2 separate regions of the Mus musculus genome follow, and region 1 is linked to region 2. A link is a contact called in public promoter capture Hi-C data. All regions are on one chromosome and are shown on one strand. The core of a region is the stretch at or near the end of the contact, and the rest is flanking DNA. Distances in the headings are between cores, read along the strand shown.

What was found. Promoter capture Hi-C pulls out the DNA fragments that hold promoters and counts their contacts.
Region 1: a contact with region 2 is called in a promoter capture Hi-C map of maxillary cranial neural crest. The contact joins the promoter of Tac1 here to the enhancer-like site in region 2. A contact is called at or near these places in 9 of 39 promoter capture datasets (the 3T3-L1 cell line, cranial neural crest, embryonic stem cells and 5 more) and 1 of 9 other capture datasets (liver).

What each region holds. Positions count from the first base shown.
Region 1 is chr6:7,553,169-7,556,567 of GRCm38.p6, forward strand. Tac1 (tachykinin 1) reads left to right here and starts at 1,893. Exons shown (of 7, transcript NM_009311.3): 1 at 1,893-1,993; 2 at 2,437-2,568. The coding sequence starts at 2,446.
Region 2 is chr6:7,089,256-7,092,650 of GRCm38.p6, forward strand. No RefSeq gene overlaps it. Among named protein-coding and RNA genes, the nearest start is that of Sdhaf3, 130 kb to the left of the region's middle. Within about 2 kb of position 2,061, at least 2 of the 459 cell types and tissues checked have an H3K27ac peak or open chromatin away from gene starts, as enhancers often do.

The DNA of each region.
Region 1 (3,399 bases), core at 643-3,142, 460 kb after region 2:
GGATTGTGGTCTCTACTTACCATGTACAACTCAATGAAAATGAAGGCTCCTTAGAGGAAGACTTGGAGTCTCAGGTAGGAAACAGATCAAAACCAAGGGAATCATCACTTCCTTTTAATTACATATCAAAAGCCTTGGAAGAACTTTATGCTAGCCAAGAATGGCATAAGTTCAGCATCAAGTAATGAGTATCTATCTACCTTGCATTGAAATGTATCAACTCTGCTTAAATCTGTGAGGTCTTTGTCTTAAAAAATAGGTCATACCTTAAAAGCTCTAAATTGGCAATTTTTAAAGTTGGTAGATCATGGATTTATTTCATATTTCCTGAATTATGTATCAGAATAACTCCATAGTACATGAGAACATATTTTCTACATAAGCGGAGGCATGAAATTTTCAAATTGTTTAGGCAAATGACTGTACATTTGTGTTCACCATTTCTCCTTTTAAAAGTTTTGAAAATAAAAATAGAATGTTCACATTATGAAATCCCTCTGAATGTCTACATTTAGGTTTTAAAACAATATAAACACTGGAGGCAAACATTAGTTTGGCTTGCAAACACTTCTTTCCTCTTCATATTATACTAAAAACATATTAGGGAACGATGATTCCCAAAAGAAAACAACTCTATCCAAAAGACCCCATCGCTCTGGGTGTGGTGGTACACACCTGTAGTTCCAGTAACAAGTAGGCTGAGTTAGGAGAATACCCATTTTGAGTCCTAGTCTAAAAAAGTCAAAACAAATAACTGCAACATCGTTTACTTCATCCAAAGATGGAAAAGTATTATACATCTGGGACAGAAGGTATCTGTAAAACCGTGGTTTGCTAAAGACTTCTGTCTCTGACAGATCTGCAGCACACACACACACACACACACACACACCCTTGGTGACAAAGGTAAACATACAGACTTTATAGCCCTCCAACAAGGCTTAAGGGGAGAGAGGCACAATTATTCTCTTGCAACTCCCTCTACCTTCTGTGTGTGACTGCGAAGAAGCTTCAGAGGAACGAAAGAGGTCCTCAGATGGCTGGTGGGTACGTTCCACATGCTGTTCTACATGCTACAGCGTCCTTGAATGGCTGGTGGGTAAGTTCTACATGCTACAGCGTCCTCAGATGGCTGGTGGGTAAGTTCTACATGCTACAGCGTCCTCGGATGGCTGGTGGGTACGTTCCACATGCTGTTCTACATGCTACAGCAGGCTTCAATTCTTCTTTCTCCTAAATGTAAAGCAAGTCTGCTTTCCTCCTCTAGAACACAAGACTGAAACCCCTTTGCAAGGCTAGAGAAATGAGAGAGAGTATTCTGGCTGATTTAGGGAGGGAGGGCTGTTCCAGCCATGTAACACCTCAGGAACCTTTAAGACACATACAGGTAGAGCTAGAAGGAAAATCCCCGCTTGCCTCATCCCACTGAAGTGCTTGCTAGTGTCTTAGTGTCATTTCACAAGGTTTTGTTGCGGAAGTTATTTGGCTGTCCTCAAAGCTCAAGATTCCCTGACTCCTCTAGAGAGAAAAGTTCCCAAAGTCCGAGGCATGAGTCACTTCACTCAGTTTTGATGAGTAATCTCAGGTGTCACTGAACCTTGTTCGGAAGAAGAGGGGAGGAGGGCGTCAGATTGTCAGACGAAGAAAACAGGTCTCTCTGGATTGGATGGCAAGACCTCGACTTCCCTAAAATTGCGTCATTTCGAACACAATTTGGTCCAGATGTTATGGACTCCGACGGGTTACCGTCTCGGAAACTCTACATCACGCAAGCGAAAGGCGAGGGGGCGGCTAATTAAATATTGAGCAGAAAGTCGCGTGGGGAGAGTGTCACGTGGCTCTACAGGCTCGTCACGCCTGAGATAAATACCGCAAAGCAGGAGCTGGGGACTAGACCGCACTCGGACCTGCTCCGCTCCTGCACCGCGGCCAAGGAGAGCAAAGAGCGCCCAGCAAGTGCGCACCTGCGGAGCATCCCCGCGGTCTGACCGCAGTGAGTACCACTCTAGCCTGCCAGCCAAGGCTGCCTGGGACCCGTCGTGCCTTCGTCGGAGGTGGCGTCCGCCCTGGCTCTGCTCCCACTCCATTCTCAGACCCGGAGAGAAAGTGTGCAAATACCAACGCCTCTCTTTGTCTGCCACCTGCAGAGTCTTCAGGCTTGAGAGTGTGGGCCAGTGGGTAGGGGGCTGGGACGCTGAGACTCAAGGAGAGGAGGATTTGAGGCTCTTTGGCGCCTCAGGAGCCTTCTTAAAGGGTTTGGAGAAGTGTTCGACCTGGTGGGCTTTTGGTTTTGTTTTTATTTTAATCTTGGTTTAGCGGGACCTGTTCTTTCTTCCTTGTGGCACTGAAATTCAGCTGCTCTAACTCTTGGGTGGCCACAGCCTCCTTATGTATAATGTCTCTTTCCCACCTTCCTCTGTCTCCTACTCTCTTCAGAAATCGAACATGAAAATCCTCGTGGCCGTGGCGGTCTTTTTTCTCGTTTCCACTCAACTGTTTGCAGAGGAAATCGATGCCAACGATGATCTAAATTATTGGTCCGACTGGTCCGACAGTGACCAGATCAAGGTGAGTCCCAAACGGGCGTGGGAGCTGTTGCCTTCTCCTTGTGGTAGCACCCTGATTAGCCCAGCTTGAGCTGGAGAGGCGCACTGGAATATAAAGGTCATCACGTCCCGGACAAGGCACAGGGCTTATTGCCCAGAACCAAACTAAGTTTCCTCCCTGAGGGAGGGCAACGTCGTAGGTTCAGTCAGTGTCTCCCCAGTATCTCGCCCCTCCCACCTCCTCTCTCTCCTCTCTGTCTTTCTCTCTCACAGCCGGGTTCTCACCACGCTGGAAACCTCATTAGGTTTTAATCCCTACTTACAGGGTTGGGGAGGAGGGGAAATCGAGGGGGGAATTTAGTAAAACCGCACTGCCAGAGCGTTTGAGATGCTGGATAGAGAAGTGAATCAGTTAATGGGGGCAAAAGCGGGATTTTACTTAGCTGCGGGGTCTCAGTGGAGAAACTAACTCCGCACTCCAGCATTCAGTGCTCCAAGTTTCCCTGTACATCACTCTTGGCTACTGGCTCCAAGGAGCGCGCCTTGGGAAATGGTGAAAGTTGTGCGGTGGTGCAAGGTTGCTCTGAAAGTATCCTCACCCTTCTTCATCCACCCTACTGTTCACAGTTAGGACAGTGAGAGGACTTCGAAGCCTCGCTGAGAGCAAACAAAGGTGATAACAAGAACTTGAGTGAGCCCTCTGGTGCAATTAAGAGCAGAAAGCTTACAGGATCCAGGGCTGGCAGGTGTGGCGCTGCTGCAGGAGCCTCCCCGGTAGACTTTGTGGAGAAGGAAATCCCAGGCGGGGCCAGATTGGGGAAAGTGTATAGGTTTTAGTATGGCCCAGACGCGT
Region 2 (3,395 bases), core at 811-3,310:
GTGGTGGTTTGAATATGCTTGGCCTGTGGGAAATATCACTATTAGGAGTCCAACAATGGCCTTGTTGAAAGAAGTATGTCACTGTGAGGGTGGGCTTTGGGGTTTCCTAGTGCTCAAGTTCTGCTTTGTGTAGCTGTACAACAGCCATGAATGAACTGGGTTACCTGAAAGGGGGGTAGAAATAAAAAAAGGACAGGGTGTGAGAGAAGGATGAATCCAAGACAAAAGTTTCTGATGAAGGCTCAGAGTTTAGTAGTCAACACTGCGTTTATATAGGGAGAGCCCACAGACCCATCCTTTCTTTCAGCTGGATTGAGTTGCAAAAGCAAGCTCAGCATTCTACTCCTGTAGGAAATTGACTTGATCTGGGTCCTTAAAGTCCAACTTAAGGTCTATTTAGCCTGCTCAAGGCTGGGGGAAGGGCACAGCCTAGTGTGGAAGAGTGAGTCCCTTTCTGGCTGCCTTCTAACCAAGATGCAAAACTCTCAGCTCCTTCTTCAGGACCATATCTGCCTGGATACTGTCACGGTTCCTGACACAATGATAATGAACTCTGAAACTGTAGGGTAGCCCCAATTAAATGTCCCTTATAAGAGTTGCCTTGGTCATTGGGACTAATATCCAATACATACAAAGAGCTCAAGAAGCTGGATGCCAGAAAATCAAATAACCCCATTAAAAATGGGGTTCAGAGCTGAACAAAGAATTCTCACCTGAGGAATATCGAATGGCAGAGAAGCACCTGAAAAAATGTTCAACATCCTTAGTCATCAGGGAAATGCAAATCAAAACAACCCTGAGATTCCACCTCATACCAGTCAGAATGGCTAAGATCAAAAATTCAGGTGACAGCAGATGCTGGTGAGGATGTGGAGAAAGAGTAACACTCCTCCACTGCTGGTGGGATTACAAACTTGTACAGCCACTCTGGAAATCAGTCTGGAGGTTCCTCAGAAAATTAGACATAATACTACCAGAAGATCCAGCAATACCTCTCCTGGGCATATACCCAGAAGAGGGAAGACCAATGGGTGGATATGCCGTTCCTCCTTAGAATAGGGAACAAAATACCCATGAAAGGAGTTACAGAGACAAAGTTTGGAGCTAAGACGAAACGATGGACTATCCAGAGACTACCCCACCTGGGGATCCATCCCAAAATCAGACACCAATCCCAGACACTATTGCATATGCCAGCAAGATTTTACTGAAGGGACCCTGTTACAGCTGTCTCATATGAGTCTATGCCAGTGCCTGGCAAATACAGAAGTGGATGCCCACAGTCATCTATAAGATTGAACACAGGGCCCCCAATGGAGAAGTTAGAGAAAGCACCCAAGGAGCTGAAGGTGTCTGCAACCCTGTAGGTGGAACAACAATATGAACTAACCAGTACCCCCAGAGTTTGTATCTCTAGCTGCATAAGTAGCAGAAGATGGCCTAGTTGGCCATCACTGGGACTAGAGGCCCCTTGGTATTGCAAACTTTATATGCCCCAGTACAGGGGAATGCCAGGGCCAAGAAGCGGGAGTGGGTGGCTAGGGGAGCAGGGCGGGGGAAGGGTATAGGGAACTTTTGGGATAGCATTTGAAATGTATATAAAGAAAATATCTTAAAAAAAAAAAGAGTTGCTGTGGTCATAGTGTCTCTTCACAGAAAAACAAAACAAAACAAAACAAAACAAAACAAAAAAAACCCAAAAAAACCCTAACTAAGACAACTTAACAATTTAAAAATTTAAAGACATGTGCCTGACATCACATTAATTGGCAAAATACCTAAAAAGGCTAAGCCACAGCCCTGCCATTCCTTTTAGCCCAGGTGATGATATATGAATTCAAATTACAATGATGTGGACATTTAATCACAAGCAGTTTGAAAGCAGTTCTACAAGTTCATGGGTGCCAGTCGCTCTCCCTGAGCACTCCATGCCTCATGAAGTATTCTGAAGCATCATTCCCTCACAGGCCCTCTTCTCATGCATTTCCTCAGTTGCATATGACCCCTCACTTTCCGTAGTCTCTCCTCTGGGGAGGCCCTGATGCTCATTTCTGCTCTTGCCTCAGGATTCATCTCCCCTGTGGGGTTAGTTTTGCTTGGAACCATTAGATTTTGGGTGAACCATGCTTCTTTTCTCCCCTGTCCTCCTAAATATTTTCAGTAAAGGCCAACCCATCTGAGTTCTCACTGCTCATAAATGTCCTTATTGTCATCTGTGTTTAATTGGTACCCAGCCATTTTGTTCCCTGATAATTCATTGCACCGTGGCTTCAGAGAGCTGTTACCATAATATAGCCAGAAAACAGGTAAGTGCTACTATCTAAAAAGCTCAGATGTTAGACTCTTGTTTCTTTAAATTTGACCTTGAGGCTTCTCCCTTGTAAGGTGCATTCTGGAGCAGGAAAGTGAGGCTGTTGCCTGACAGTCAATCAAGACACAATGCACCATGGAAACAAAATGCATTAAACAGTAGGAACTTTTGTACCTTCAGGTCTCTGCAAGGATGGGGGTGCTGGATGGACGTCTTGATGTGTCACAGTGAATGATGGAGATACGGAGAAGAGTAGTGGGCAGGGGTCATGGTATTAGCACTCTTACAGTGGTCATGTAATGGCTACTTTAAAGATCCCATGTGGTAGGCAGGACCTCTTTATAAAAGTCTGCTGTTGACTGTTAGTTTTCATGGTCTGCAGCTGTGATCCCTGCTTTTGAATTTACTGCGATGAAGACCATATGGGCTATATTGCAAATAACCTCACAGGATGGAACAGTTTTTAACTAGGTCAAAGGCAGTGTCCCCCTATAGGTTTCAAGTAACTTATGTCTCTTTAAAAAAAATGATGCTGAGGCTGCAGTTAAATGAAATGAATCCCTGACTTTCCTGGTGCCCTGGAATTTTTTTTTTTAATTGAAAGACAGTCTTAATTTAAGTGGCATCTTGTGAGCTGAATGGTTTCATTTAAGCAGTGTTTACTAGAGTAGTGATGTCTGTGGAGGCTGCAAGCTAATAATAAGTATCCTGTAGATTAGCAGTATTGTATGTCACCAAGGGAAAGCAGTGGTTGTAATCAGAGGAGTAGGACAGGAAGTTGTGGTGGAAAGGTTGTGGGGGGTAGCAGGCAAAGCTTTCAAGGGGCAGGTGGTCTTTCCCAGATGTCAAAGGAGTTGACTGACATAGATCACTTTATTCTGGGGAGGTAACCATGATAACCTTATCAGACTTGCCCTCAGACACGCAAGTATAGATGTATGAATTTTAGAGGTGAGCAAAGAATATGTGAGCCTCACAGACTGATCAGATAGTGCATCCAAAAGAAAAGTGTAAAGTATCCTGTATTCTTTTTGTGCTTTAGGAATGCTAGTTGACTTGGGTTTCAGGATGATTTTAGTATAAG